3 separate regions of the Mus musculus genome follow, and regions 2 and 3 are each linked to region 1. Evidence: chromatin contacts called from public HiChIP or PLAC-seq and promoter capture Hi-C data. All regions are on one chromosome and are shown on one strand. Each heading gives the region's core, a stretch centred on a gene start, on an enhancer-like site or on the middle of the called end of the contact. The rest is flanking DNA. Distances are from core to core; before and after follow the strand shown. Region 1 holds the start of Zbtb40 (zinc finger and BTB domain containing 40). Region 2 holds the start of Wnt4 (wingless-type MMTV integration site family, member 4). Region 3 overlaps C1qb (complement component 1, q subcomponent, beta polypeptide).

What was found. Promoter capture Hi-C pulls out the DNA fragments that hold promoters and counts their contacts. HiChIP or PLAC-seq counts read pairs in DNA pulled down with a chosen protein or histone mark.
Region 2: a contact with region 1 is called in a promoter capture Hi-C map of the SN4741 cell line, with 6 times the contacts expected there. The contact joins the promoter of Wnt4 here to the promoter of Zbtb40 in region 1. A contact is called at or near these places in 9 of 39 promoter capture datasets (the C10 cell line, the SN4741 cell line, cranial neural crest and 5 more), 1 of 484 Hi-C or Micro-C datasets (embryonic stem cells) and 6 of 115 datasets of contacts at active chromatin or transcription factors (embryonic forebrain, embryonic stem cells, memory CD8 T cells and 1 more).
Region 3: an H3K4me3 HiChIP or PLAC-seq map of bone marrow-derived macrophages shows a contact between it and region 1, with 2.7 times the contacts expected there. The contact joins the enhancer-like site here to the promoter of Zbtb40 in region 1. A contact is called at or near these places in 6 of 39 promoter capture datasets (the 3T3-L1 cell line, cranial neural crest, embryonic stem cells and 3 more), 2 of 115 datasets of contacts at active chromatin or transcription factors (bone marrow-derived macrophages and embryonic stem cells) and 3 of 9 other capture datasets (adipose tissue, macrophages and pancreatic islet).

Annotation. Positions count from the first base shown.
Region 1 is chr4:137,046,707-137,051,476 of GRCm38.p6, reverse strand. It overlaps Zbtb40 (zinc finger and BTB domain containing 40), which reads left to right and starts at 2,782. Exons shown (of 19, transcript NM_198248.1): 1 at 2,782-2,831.
Region 2 is chr4:137,274,980-137,279,749 of GRCm38.p6, reverse strand. It overlaps Wnt4 (wingless-type MMTV integration site family, member 4), which reads right to left and starts at 2,115. Exons shown (of 5, transcript NM_009523.2): 1 at 1,994-2,115. The coding sequence starts at 2,070.
Region 3 is chr4:136,876,913-136,881,682 of GRCm38.p6, reverse strand. C1qb (complement component 1, q subcomponent, beta polypeptide) reads left to right here. Exons shown (of 3, transcript NM_009777.3): 3 at 814-1,557. The coding sequence ends at 1,394. Among named protein-coding and RNA genes, the nearest start is that of C1qb, 6.9 kb to the left of the region's middle. Within about 2 kb of position 2,857, at least 15 of the 459 cell types and tissues checked have an H3K27ac peak or open chromatin away from gene starts, as enhancers often do. A contact at or near this core is called in bone marrow-derived macrophages, where this site is marked.

The DNA of each region.
Region 1 (4,770 bases), core at 1,533-4,032:
AAGTCCTCTGGAAGAGCAGCCAATGCTCTTAACCTCTAAGCCAAGGCTCTAGACCCTCCACCCATGTTTTAACTGCAATTTGCCACGTGAGACCTGGTGTGGAATTTTTCTATTTATGGCTGTATATTGTCACTGGAAATTCTTCTGAGTTGTGAAACATTTTGGACTTCAGGTTCTTAGGGATGCTCAGTGTCACGTGTCAAGCAAATGTTACCTGGAAGCTGCAGATAAGGCTCACTGACTTCCCCCCTTCTCTCCCTCCATTTTTCTCTCTGCTTCCCTCCATGCGTGTGCACTTGAATCCTAGGGAAGGCATTTTTGTTGTTCTAATTATGTGTGTATGATGTGCATACATGTGTGTGAATGCACACATATAGAGGTCAGAGGACAACTCACCTGGAGTTGGTTCTGTCCTTCCCCGTGGGTGCTGGCGATGGAACTCAGGTTAGGCTTGTGTGACAAGAGCTTTGACTCACTGCCTCATCTCCCTGGCCATGTGGTCTTTTCACCACGTGTGTATTATTTATTTGCCTGGGGGCAGACATGTGCCACAGTGTGTGTGAAGGTCAGAGGACAATCTGTGGGTATCAGTTATCTTCTTTTCGTATACAAGGTTTCAGGGAAGAAACTCAAGTTATCAGGCTTAGTGGCAAGTGACTTTACCTGCTGAGATATTTTGCTTGATACCATATATTCCTTTTAAATTAAGGGGCGGGGGAAGCTTTCAAATATCCTACTTTTGGGATTGGGAGATGTAGCTCAGTGGAAGAGCCCGTGACTATCATTTGCAAGATCTAGGTTTGATTCCCAGCACTGAAAAAGAACCTATTCTCTGCAACCACTGTCACGAAAATTATGTATGCATAGTGGCCTCTTTTCTTGTGATCCCTCCTTTTAATCCTTGTGTAATACAGAACCTGGCTTAGCAGAGGTGCTTAAAACTTGCTTGAGATGCAAGTCACCTCCATTTCTATGCAGAACAGTGGCCAGTAGCCACATTGTTCTTTAAAAACACTATAATTTAGTACTTACTTGTGGAGCACCTATGTGCTGAGCACTGTCATAGGTATTTCCTAAACCTGTCAGCTCTACATTGGGGGGGAGGGGCTCCTGCTATAAGTGGGGGATCAGTCCTCCCAACAGCCATAGGTGAAAGTCTAGAGGCTACGGAAATGATAAATCTGATGCTGATGGTGATCTGTGTGGGTAACAGTGGCCAGGTGACCGTGCACCTGGTAGGGCCCTATCAGATACTGGTTTGACTGTGGCAAGAAGGTAGTGGCCGAGTGCTGACAAACCACCGACAGGGAACATGGTGTGGCACCTTGTCAGCTTGACACAACCTAGAATCTCCTGGGAAGCGTCTCCCTAGGGGATTGTCTACATTGGTTTGGTCCCTGTGTGTGTGTGTGTGTGGGGGTATCTTGAGTAAACCAATGTCAGAATACTCAGTCCACTGTGGGTGGCCCCATTCCCCAGGCAAGGAGTCTTGAACTGTGCCTGCAATCCAACTGGGCACAAGCAAGAACATGCATGCATTCACTTCTCTCTGCTCTATGGATGTGGTGTGATTAGTGGTTTGAAGTCTTTGTCTTGCCTTGACTTCTCCAAGGTGGTGGACTAACCTGCAATTGTAAGCTGAAAAAAATCTTTCCCCCCTTGGTCCTCCTCCTTCTTCCTGGTCTTATTATGTAGCTCTGGGTGTCCTGAAACTACACACACACACACACACACACACACACACACACACACACACACACACACATCAAGGTAGCCTCACAATTCAGAGATCTGCCTGCCTCTGCCTCCAAAGCACCAGGATTAAAAGATGGGTCACTAAGCCTGACTCATTAGACTTTTTTTTGGGGGGGGAGGGGGTTCAGGATATTTTATCACAACAAAAATTAACTAGAACAGCTGCCCAGAGTGCTCTAATGACCCAGAGTGTTCTAATTATTTATCTTCAGCAGTAGCTGCAAACTGCAGTCACAGTATTAGATGACAGAAATTTGAGTGACAGCTCTGCTCCATAGGTTCGGTTTCTGTTTTAAAGGTATTGCATCAAGTCGAGCTGACAGCGACAGTGCTGGGGACGACTGAATATTGTCATTGCCCATGGAACAGCTGTAATCACATTGGGAGCTAGACATAGCAACGAGAAGCCTGGATCTCGGACAAATGGGTCTCCATGTGATGCAGGGACAGCTCTCATGACCAGTGCCAATGGGGCTCATGTTAACTGGATCCGATTCACATCCATTTGACTGCCAGGACACTGGACTCGGGGTTCATAACCAGCGTGTGGTGCTATAGGTTAAAACGTGAGAGGATAATGGCAAAAGAAACCCCGTGTACACCCATACCAAGCCCAGTCCAGAAATCAGTCTCGTTCTCGCCCTGCACATGACTGTTTGTTACAAAAGAAGGAAAGAAATCTTTGTCGTCTCTTCGCAGCAAACCTCAGAAGTGGCTAGGTAAGGGATGGATCATGCTATGGAACATGCTAAGGAAACATCTCCCAAGGTACTGTGAGGCGAAGGTCAAAGGTCAAGAGCAGACCAGGTTCCAAACTTGGAAGCCTGCCATTGGTAGAAAGCGTGCACGTGATGCAGGGACAGCCTTCTCGCGAGACCGTCCCCCAGCACGTGACTACGGCGTGCGCACATCCGGGCTACGGCCCTCGGCGTTTTCCCCGGCCCCAAGATGGCTGCCTTTTGGCGTCTCCAGCGCTGTTGAATGGAGAAAGCTTTATTGTTCCCTTCGGGCAGGAGTGTTCGTGTCCTCAATGGCGCTGTCAATAAAGAACGGCAGTTTGAATCGGTGCTGAGCAGGTAACCATAGAAACGGCGCTGGGACTCTGCGCGGAGACCCCTGTCGCGGCGGAGGCTCCCGAGACTCCCTGAGTGAGGGGCGCCCCAGGACCCCTGGGGGACGCAGGGGATGCGCGGAGCGAGCTCCGCCTGGCTCGCGTCGGTCACAGCCGCCGCCGTCCGCTGTCCTCGGGACGTGGCCCCCGGGAACAGCCCTCACTTCGGGCGCAGCCTAGGTTGTTGCGTCCCGTGGAAGGACGCGGGACACTGCCTGGCATCTGCGGCCCTCACTCCCCGGCTCCCGGGCTGTGCTGCGGACGCCCCGGCCCAGAGGGCTCCCTCCCATCTCTGCTCTCAGCTTTTGTTTATCCGCTGTAAAACAGTTGCGGGGAAATAGAAGTCGTGGGAAATAAAACTTCAGCTCCCAGCAGTGAAGTTGCACGGAGACGCAGCTATGGTCGTTTTTTGTTTTCTTTTTAACGGGTTGTCCGGCCGCTCGCCTGCCGCGGGGCGGGGGAGTGCGCGCAGTTGCCCCGGCTGCTTTTCGGCTTTGATGGAAAGGTCCATAAAGCCAGAGTCATTTCTCTCCGGCGCTTTACAGAAGTTTGCCAATCCTGGCCCGAGGCACAGTTGACACGATATGTGACTAGCTTCCATGATGCCGTCAAGCTAGTGGTCTCTCATTCCTTACAAAGCTATCACCCGCCCAGTGTGTGCAATTGGCCATCTATTTTATGTCTCTACGTAGCTTTGCAGTGTATTTTCCCTGCACAAAACGTGAAGTGTGATTAGGGTGTGCTAGCTTATAGGGCTGGCAATGTGAGGCTGTCGCTGGGAAATCCCCCTTGTATGATAGCCTAGGTCACATTACCTCAAACTGTAAGTTTTCTCCCTCTGGGAGTGCTCTTCCTTGGAATTGTATCCAAATCTTGGTGTGGGTTATAGCTGTTTAAGCAATCAATGTAGGGTTAGGGTTAGGAAGTGCAAATTTTCAGTGCTTGGCATAAATTATGCTCAATGTAGACATGGTTCTTCGGTGACAGGTTCCCATTCTGTCTTGTGCTTGTTTTGACACAGACCTCATGTAGCCCAGGCTGGCCTGGAAATAAATAAATATACGTATATGTATTTGTGTGTGTGTATATGTATACACACATATTATATATATACATATATATATATATATATATATATATATATATATATATATATATAGGCTGGCCTGGAAATAAATACATATACATATATGTATTTGTGTGTGTGTGTATATGTATATGTGTGTGTATATGTATGTATATATATGTATATATATATATATATGTATATGTATATATATATAGGCTGGCCTGGAAATAAATACATATACATATATGTATTTGTGTGTGTATATATACACATTTATGTATATATGTGTATATACACATGTATATACGTATGTGTATACATATATATGTATATGTACGTGTGTGTGTGTGTGTGTATATATATATATGTATATATATATATACACACACACATATCTCCAGTTGGTTGGTCTAGAGCTCCTGCTCCTCCAGTCTTCCTCCCAAGTGCTGAGGTTACAGGCGTGTGCCTCTTGCCAAGCTCCATCACCCAATTTTTTTTTTTTTCTTTCGAGACAGGGTTTCTCTGTGTATCCCTGGCTGTCCTGGAACTCACTTTGTAGACCAGGCTGGCCTCGAACTCAGAAATCCACCTGCCACTGCCTCCCGAGTGCTGGGATTAAAAGTGTGCGCCACCACGCCCAGCTATCCATGACCCATTTAACAGTTATTTTGGTTTTTTTTGTTTTTTACACCTATGCTTGCATGAGTTTAATCAGTTGTTCAGGTGCTTCTACTATGTGCAGGTATGATTCCTAGAAATGTGTTATTACACAAGAGGACCACGACTTTTGCCTCTTTGTGGAATTTAAATTCTTCAAAGGGCTTCGGTAATGTAT
Region 2 (4,770 bases), core at 866-3,365, 230 kb before region 1:
TCCTCCTGTCTCTGTGAGCTGGCTTAGAGCCCTGGTGGAACAGGAGTGAACTGAGTTGTCTAGAGGCAGGTTGCATGGCAACAGGAACCATCCCAGTTGCAGAGAACAGGTTTGCCAACCTCCCCAAGCCCAGGCCCCCCCCCCTTACCCACCCCCCACGGTGCAGGCACAAGGCTCAAGAACCGAGCTCTGGAATTCCCCTTGCTTTGCAAGACCTGAAGCTGGGGCTGCCTCCCTAGCTGGGACTGGGGCGTGGTGGACATGGCTGGAGGCGGGTGGCAATTCTACCTGGGTGTACTGGGTCAACTTCAGGACAGCCTCAGGCATGAAGTAGATTATCCTTGTCTGGAAACAGAAGCATCTGAGTTCCGTCTTCAGTTTGGTAAGTAGCTCCCTTCCCTGGGCCTTAGTTTTCCTCATCTATAAAGGGAGCTAAAGAGCCAGGAGCGTCGGAGGGCCTTTCTGTGGCAGCTGTCTCCGTGTTTGCTGCAGGCCTGGCTCACACACTTCTCACTGTTTCCTTGGCTTTTTTTTTTTTTTTTTTTTTTTTGTACTGCTTGGTGCTGGGCAGGTCAGCTGAACTTCTAGTTTCCCCTGATGCTCAGACCTCTAAACCTATCTATTTAAGAGGCAACTCCAGAGACCCCAGACTCCTTCAAGTGCAAAGTGCTTTCTCAGGTCTGCAACCCAGGTCTCACTGGGGGAGGGAGCATTCTGCAAGAAGTGGGGGGCGGGAGGGGAGGGGACGGTGGCTGTGCCCTGGTTTCTGTCCACTCTGCCACTGCCCCTGAAGTGTTAATCAAATTAAGAATCCAGGAAAAACAATGCAGCCACTTTGGGCCTCAGAGGAATTGCGAGCTCTCGGAACAGCTGGGAGAATTCCACATCACCTCAGTCTCCCAAGCTCTGGGTGGCTCTGACCCCAACGAACACACTCCTTTCCAGTCTCCAGGGCCCTGGCTGGCCACAATGACCTCATAGCAACAGCCATTGGACACTCAGGGCAATTTCATGGGAGATATTTGTTCTTTGGTCTTGATGCAGAGAGAATTTTTCCTTTCCCACTGTCTCCATGGAAACCCCAGCTACACTGTTGGCTATCCCCCCTTCCCACCTCATGCTTTTCAGATCAATACAGGAGCTTGGCTCCCCACTGGCTGCCCACAGTGGAAGGCTGCAGAGCTCTGGGCAGGAGAAGTTGGGGCCAGGGTTAAGCCTGGGCCATAGGAAGTGCCACTGAGGAGGGATGAAGGAGTCTAAAAGCTGGTTCCTTGTTCTCTTAGTCACTAGCTCTTTAGCTCGCCTTCCCAGGGATCCTCCCGAGCGCAGACCCAGTCAGGGAGAGACACACAGGTCACCAGTGGTTACCACCCCCTTCCTTCTTAGGCAAGACCCTTAGAGGTGGATGGGGGTTGTCGCCTTCTTTATTAAAGGTTGGGAGAAGTTTCTTCCTGCCTCAGGGAACAGCGAGGAGCAGCCAGAGCCAGCCTGCGGGCTCTCAGAGGCTCGGCGCCCCGGTCCTGGACTTCTATGTTTGGCTCCCGCCCCCCAAGCAGAAACAGGTCTCTGCACGCCTCCAGCTCAGCCCGCAGCGCGGCGCGGCGCAGCGCAGCGCGAGGAGCTCGCGCCCAGACTCCTCGCGGTTAACCTGCTATTATGCTCGGGACGCTTTCCCTCGGAGACCTGTCAGCCCGCCGGTTTGCGCCTCGCTCCGTTCCCGGGCCACCGCCCCGCGCTCGCACCCCCGCGCGCCCTCGAGCACCCAAAGGAGCCTCCCGGTGCAGACGCACTGCCAGCCCTGCTACCCCGAGCCGGACTGGGGCAGCAGGGGTCCCGGGACCTCCAGAGGGAAGACCGGACAGTGGTGGTGGCCGGCAGGAGGAACCGGCGGGAGCGCGATCCTCGGGTCCCACGGCTGAGACACCTGCCGGGAGCCCCCTGCGCCTGTGGCCCCGGGACCCGCCCCGCCCGCCCGGTCCCCGGCCCGACTTACAGCCAATTGCTCGCGGCGGCCGAGAACACGGCGAAGACGAGGAGTCGCAGGGACCGCAGGCACGAACGGGGGCTCATGGTGCCGTGCGCGCCCAGCCCGGGGCAGCGGCCGCAAGGCTCCCGTCGGGGCGGCAGGTGGGCGCCGCGCGGACGGGCTGGGGCGCCGGGCCGGGGCGCGCGGCGGGGCTCAGCCTCCGAGCAGCCGGCCGCGCCGCCCGCTGCTGCGCCCGCTGCCCGGCGGACCCGACTGTCAGCGCCGCCCCAGAGCCGGGATGCGGCGGTGGCGGCGGAGGCGGGCGGGCGGCCGGCGGGGCGGGCCGGGGGCGGGCCGAGGATGGGGTTACCTGGGCGGGTCCAGCGGCGTGGGACAACCCCCCCCCCACGGGGGCGGTCCTGAGCCCGCGGGACTGGGCTTCTCCTGGGGGGCCTCCCCGGCCCGGCGCCCGGACGCGCTCGGAGCCTCAGCCCCGCTGCTGCAGGCACGCTTGGCCGCACGCCGCCCAGTTGGGCCGAGCTAGAGGCGCGGCGACCCAGCTGCTGGGTCCCCGCCCGGGGCCTTAGGGACGAGCGGGCACAGCTCCCCCAGCCCGCCGCTGCGGGCACTGCAGCGCCGCCCTGGCCGCGCCCCGCGGCCCCCCGCCGGCGCCTGGGAGCCGGGATCCCCGGCCGACCCCGGCGGAGCCACCGGAGCGAGAGCGGCTGCTACTCGCGCGCACCCAGTCGCTCGCGCTCAGGGCGCACCAGGCTGGGGTGCCGCCCGGCTGTCCCCACCGGACCCCTCCCCGCCCTCAGGCCCCCGCGTTCTGTGGTCCGGCCCCTCCCTAGCACTCACCTCCCTCCAGCCTTCCCGGAGCTGGACAGGGGCCTCTCTACTTCGGGCAGCTTGGGACAGTGGCCTGAGACTCCGGGAATCCGAAACCTCGCTTCTGGATCGCCCTGAGTTCTGGCGCGCTCCAGGCAGCGAGGTTTTGAGCGAACCCCTTGCCTTTCTGTGTAGACCTTCTGCTTAGGAACTGGAAGGCTGTGGAGGCTTCCTTTTAGCACAGGAACCAATCTTTGCTGTCTGCTTGGGTTTCTGTTCGATTCTTTTATTACTTCTCCCACGTCAGGCAGATTCAACCCTTAGCTTGGTGTCTGGCACAGAGTGGGTGGGTGACACGTTTGTGGAGTGAATGAATGGAGTGGAGATATTGCTTAAAAACCCATGCCTGGCTGGTGCTGAAGCTCAATTCCGTGTTAATAGTTACTTGCCATGGCTGGGCCACACCCTCTCCAGGTCACTGATAGAGCCCAGACTCTGGCCCTGCCTGAGGCTACATCCCACTGAGCTAGAGGAACTCTGTCTAAACAGGACACGAAAGCCCAGAGACCCTACTCAATCTCACTAAAAGCAAGGGGGAGAGAAAATGACCTGGCCTCTGCCCTTCCAGAACCAACTGTTTTCTCTATGTGAGTTTGGCTGCCCACCCCCACCATGGCCACGTTTGACTCCAGTTGTCTGGGTTAACCCAGGAGAGACTTGATAAGCGTTTGGCATGGAGGCTGAGCAGAAGGTGGTAGGGATCCGTGGAGCCCCGGCAAAAGTGCAGATGTGAGTTCATGTACCACATGTCTAAATATTTGCAGGTGATAAATCAAGCTAACAAAACGAGGAATAAAATATGTCCTAGCCAGCTCTCAAAAAAACACGCTTTCATAATAACATGCAGAACTGCTCTGAGTGTGAGCTTCTCACACTGCCTGGGTCCCGCATATGCATGGTGCAGCAATGAAGTGCACAGAGAGTGACCCTGGTGCCTGGTCCTGACTCTCACCTTTTCCCACTTCTGCCTTTCTTGCCCTTTACAGATTATTTTGTGCACACATGCACACATCTCAGCTTGTATAGACAAACTTGGTCTCCCGTTCCCTCTCCACCCAAGCCCTCCACCCATTTGAAAGCTGTGCAGTCTTGGCCAGTCCTCTGCCTTAGGGCCATACACACCAGTGTGCAGCCACTCCAGTCTGATCAGCTTGGATCTGCAAGAGAGATGCACCTATCCTAGAAGTTAGCAAGAGTCACCTGGGCAAGGAAGTGTAGGGGCCTGGATCTCCAGAGTGAGACCCAGGGAGGGGACACAGGCTCCAGATGACCACATCTCTTTGGCCCCATGATCTTCTCTCTCTCTGTGTTTAGAGTCAGTGAGCTAGAGAAAGGCCAGACTGTGGGGTGTTCAGGGCAGGGCCACTCTTAGGTTTAAGCGTGGTACAGAATTACTAAGCTATTTTGAGCCACCATGTAGATCCAGTATAGTGAAGATAATAAATAATTTAAACAACAGTAGGCTATTAGTTTAGGGTGCCTATTATAGCCCCTTTCCAAATCGAGACATTTATGTTATATGGGCTTCTCTTACTGATGTTCTACAACTAATCTTGAAAAATATTGATGTTTATTTATTTCAGTTTTATTTTAAAATTATATACCTCTATATGGATATGTCCAAATAAGGTAGGTACCCAAAGGGACAAGAGACATCCTGCCTCCCTGGGACTGAGATTATAGGCAGTTGCAATCTGCCCACTTTTGGTGCTGGGAATTGAACTTAGGTTCTCTGCTAGAGTATTGTACAATCTTAATGGCTGAGCCATCTCTCTTACCCATTATTTATTTATTGGTGTGTGTGTGTGTGTGTGTGTGTGTGTGTGTGTGTGTGTGTGCGTGTGCGCATGTGTGCCACAGTGCACTCCTGTAGGTCAGAGGACAGCTTGTAACAGTCAGTTCTCTCTGTGTACCAT
Region 3 (4,770 bases), core at 1,608-4,107, 170 kb after region 1:
TGAGGAAGCTGAGGCCCAGAGTCAGTGCCTCATTATGTCTCAGTGACACAACTAAGAATGGCAGGCATTACATGGGATGCATGCCTGTGTCTTTAGATCAGTGTTTCTCAACCTGTGGGTCATGACCCTGTTGGGAGTCACATATTAGACATCCTAAATATCCGATGTTTATGTTACAATTCATAGAAGTAGAAAACATAACGTTACAAAGTAGCAACAAAATAATTTTACGATTGGGGGTCGCCACAACATGAAGAACTGTATTAAAGGGTCACAGCATCAGGAAAGTTGAGAGCCACTGTCCTAGAGTGTACACTCTTGGCACTGTGCTCTGATTTCCTACCAGAATATTCCTTCTGTCTCATGGTGATGGGACCATGGCTGCTTAGAGGGATGATGTGAGAGAAATTCTACCATCCACAACTAGGTGTAGCCAGCAGTGTGCTGAGATCGATTAAGGATGTCTGCCATGGGCGAGGGAAGGGAAAGGATAGCATGCATGCTGTGAATGTACTGCCTTTTGCTTTGGGCTTAAGTTTGACAAAGGTGTGTGAGCTGACCAAGTTCAGGGGGTCACATGGCTCCATGGGGGTGCCACTCACTGAAGCCCTGCGTATCAGTTCCTGATGACTGTCAACAGAGTTAAATCCCTAGAGTGGAAGGAGACTAGGAGGCTCTAGGAGGCCCATTATTTTATAGTTGGACAGCTGAACCCAGAGAGGCACAAGGAACAATCCAAAGTGCCACCCCATTCTCTTTGTTTTGTCATTGTGACCTCTAGTCTCCTCTTTTCTCTTGATTCTGTTTCTCCAGGGCTCCCTGGACTGGCTGGAGACCTTGGTGAGTTTGGAGAGAAAGGGGACCCAGGGATCCCTGGGACTCCAGGCAAAGTTGGCCCTAAGGGTCCCGTCGGCCCTAAGGGTACTCCAGGCCCCTCTGGACCCCGCGGTCCCAAAGGCGATTCTGGGGACTACGGGGCTACACAGAAAGTCGCCTTCTCTGCCCTGAGGACCATCAACAGCCCCTTGCGACCGAACCAGGTCATTCGCTTCGAAAAGGTGATCACCAACGCGAACGAGAACTATGAGCCACGCAACGGCAAGTTCACCTGCAAGGTGCCTGGCCTCTACTACTTCACCTATCATGCCAGCTCCCGGGGCAACCTGTGTGTGAATCTCGTTCGTGGCCGCGATCGGGACAGCATGCAGAAAGTAGTCACCTTCTGTGACTATGCCCAGAACACCTTCCAGGTGACCACAGGTGGGGTAGTCTTGAAGCTAGAGCAAGAGGAGGTTGTTCACCTGCAGGCCACAGACAAGAACTCCCTCCTGGGCATTGAGGGTGCCAACAGCATCTTCACTGGCTTTCTGCTTTTCCCTGACATGGATGCGTAATCACGGGGTCAAATTACACCTATCCAACACCATCTTCCTGCCTCCCTGCCAGCAATCCTCCCTGGACCCCTGACATCACCCCCTTGACTGCCTGAAACCCAGACCAGAGCCCTGTAGATGTTACAGAACGAATGGGTCAATAAACTCTTCAAGGCCAAAAGACTGTGGTCTAATCTGAGTCTGAGTCCCAGCCCTTGGCTCATAGGAGGCCTGAGAGGTGTTAGTCAAAAAAAAAAAAATGAATGAATGAATGTTCATAGGCTGGGGAGATGGCTCAGTCAGTAAAGTACTTAGCTTGCAAGCATGAGGATCTAAGTTCAACCCCTAGCACCCACAGAAAAATGCTGAGCATGGCAGTGTGCAATCATATTCCCAGCCCTAGGAAAGCAGAAACAGGGGGATGGATGTCTGGGGCTCACTGGCCAGTCAATCTAGGAAATTGGTAAGCTCTAGTTTCAGCTTGTCTCAAAGGAGGTTCCTGAGAAATGAGACCAAATGTTGTCCTCTGGCTACACACACACACACACACACACACACACACACACACACACACACGAGTCTCTAGTTAACCAGAGATGGATGGGAGAGATGGATGGGAGAGAAGGATGGGAGAGATGGATGGGAGAGATGGATGGGAGGCGACATTGTGGTTCTCTCTGGACCAGCACACAGTAGGAGGCAGCCCCCCCCCCCCCCGCACACCTGAGTGTTGCTGTCTTCACTCTCCTTAGTCCTCACGCTTAAGGAAGGAAATGGGCCTGATGGTGGAGCCATTGTGATCCTACAACATAGAGAGATCCCTTCCCCATCCCCATGGTGGGGCCATTGTGATCCCACAATATAGACAAATCCCCTCCCCACCGCCCACCTTGCTTGCCCCCTCTTAGAGTCTTTCCAGCCTGGTGCATGCTCTTTCATTCACTAAAACAAATGTCACAAAACCCTTCAGTAGCTCTCTGGTGTCTCCTGGAAAGAGTCCCAGCCTGAGAGCCTGGGCATCTTGCAGCCAGTTTTTATCTTCCCTCTAAAGCGTTTCTACTCTGGAGCCTCCTCCTCCTAGAAGCCCTCCATGATGATCTGGCCATCCTTTAGACCTATTAAGTTAACCCAGGCTGGCCTTGAACTCTGTCACCCAGGCAGTTCTCCTGTTTCAGCCTCCCCAGTAGCTGGGATTACAGGCTGGGCTCCTAGGTTCATTGGAGTCAGGCTGGGAAAGTCAGACAGATCCCTGCACCACTCTGGGGTCTTCACAGTGGATGGCCCTGTCATGAATGGGAACCATGAGACAGATCAGCTAAGCAACCTGCCTGGTGTCACACAGCTAAAAAAGAGAAGGCTCAGAGCCATGTCATTCCGTGTGTTCCTGTGGCAGGCAGGACCAACTCCAAGGAGCTGTGTTGAGCAGGGAAATGTGCTGGCTTTGGAGTCAGACAGACATGAATTCAGATTCTGCCTGTGCTTCCAAGCATCTGTGACTACAAACAAGTGACTGCCCTCTAGCGTCCGCTTCAGCTCCTTTTAAACAGTGTAGCAACAACATCCTTGATTCCTCTGTTGAACTCATTTCCCAGATAAAATCTTTCTTGACGGGACAGAGACTTCCAAGGCTTTTTTTAAAAATGAGTTTTCTTTTATTTTTAATTACGTGTGTGTGTATGTGTGTGTGTGTGTCCAAGTGCAGGCCTGTGCATATACTTGGAGGTATCTGGAGAGGCCAGGGACATCCGATTGCTGTAGAGCCTAAGGAAGAAGAGAGGAAACAGAGATGGAGCGGCTGAGAAAAGAGCCTGCCAATCAGCAGGCGGGGCTGGGGATGAAGCCCTATGAAAATCCAGATTACCTTAAATCCCTCCCACCTGGGAAACAGGATTGGTGGGTGGAGCTAGCAGGAGGAGCTTAATAGGTAACGGTTGGGCTGGGCTCCTTGTCCTGTGGTTTTGACCGGCCAAGACCCTGTGGTCTTGACCGTTTATATGCACCTGGCATGTACCTGTGTCAGCCAGCTCAGACCGGAACTAGTGAGGGGTAGAGAAGGGAGGAATGGGAAGGGCTGGAGCAGCTCCTGCTGGGGGGAGGAGGTGTGGCCTGATTACGGTTCTAAAGTGACTGGAGCTTCAAATGCCTATGAGCCACCTGATGCGGGTAGGTGCTGGGAACAGAGCTGGGGTCCCTTGCAGGAACAATGCCAGCACTTAACCCAGAGGTTCTCAAGTTGTGGGTCGCGACCCCTTTTGGGACTTGAAAGACCCTTTCACAGGGGTCACCTAAGACCATCAGAAAACACGGTGTTTACATTCCGATTCGTAATAGTAGCAAACAGTTATGAAGTAGCAACAAAATAACTTTTTTTTGATGGGGGGGGTCATCACTATATGAGAAACTTTATTAAAGGGTCACAGGATTAGGAAGATTGACAGTAACTACTGAGCCAACTCTCCAGCCCTAAGGTGTGTGTGTGTGTGTGTGTGTGTGTGTGTGTGCATATATATATATAATTTTTATAGACTATTTTGTTTCATATGTATCCATGTTTTGCCTGAATGTACTTTTGTATGCCATGTGTGTGCCTGGTGCCCACTGATGTCAGATCCCTGATAACTGGAGTCATGAGTAGTTGTGAGCCACCATATGGATGCTAGGAACTGAAACCAAGACCTCTGGAAGATCAACCAGTGCTCTTAACTGTTGAGCCATCTTTCCAGCCCAAGACTTATTTTACTTTTAAAACAATGTCTACATGTGTGTCTGTGTGTGAGAATGGATACATATGTGTCTAGAAAAAGGCCCTCAGATCCCAGATTGGTGGACAGTTGTGAGCCATGAACTTGTGTGCTGGGAATTGAATTTAGGTCCTTTGCAAGAGCAGCGTGTGCTTTTAATTGCTTTGGGTTTTGTTTTGTTTTGTTTTGTTTTGTTTTGTTTTGTTTTGTTTTTGTTTTCTTAGACAGTATCTCACCCTACATCCAAGGCTGGCCTCAGACTTACAAGAGTCTCTGCTGAGATTATAGGTGCACACCACCGTGCCCGGTTGCTTCCAGGCTCTGGAAATGTTTCTGCAGAGAGCCATAGGCTTCAAGGCTGGCCGGGCCGGCTTTAGTCTCACGGCCACCAGGGGGGAGTAGACACCAGGAGAAGGATGGTCTGCCCAGGACGGATGCCAGGTGGCACCTGGCAGCTTCCCCCTCCTCCTTTCACTTCCCAGTCTTAGAATGGGCTGTGACCTTCTAGGATGGGGTGTCAGTCAGCTTTGAAGATCCAGGTTCACGGAGCCAGGTTCCCCATATGTGACTCCCATCAGCCTCACCTTCACAGAGGACTTGTGAGGAAGTTAAAATCTCAGTCCCTACCTTGAACCAGCTGAAGCAGGAACTCTGAA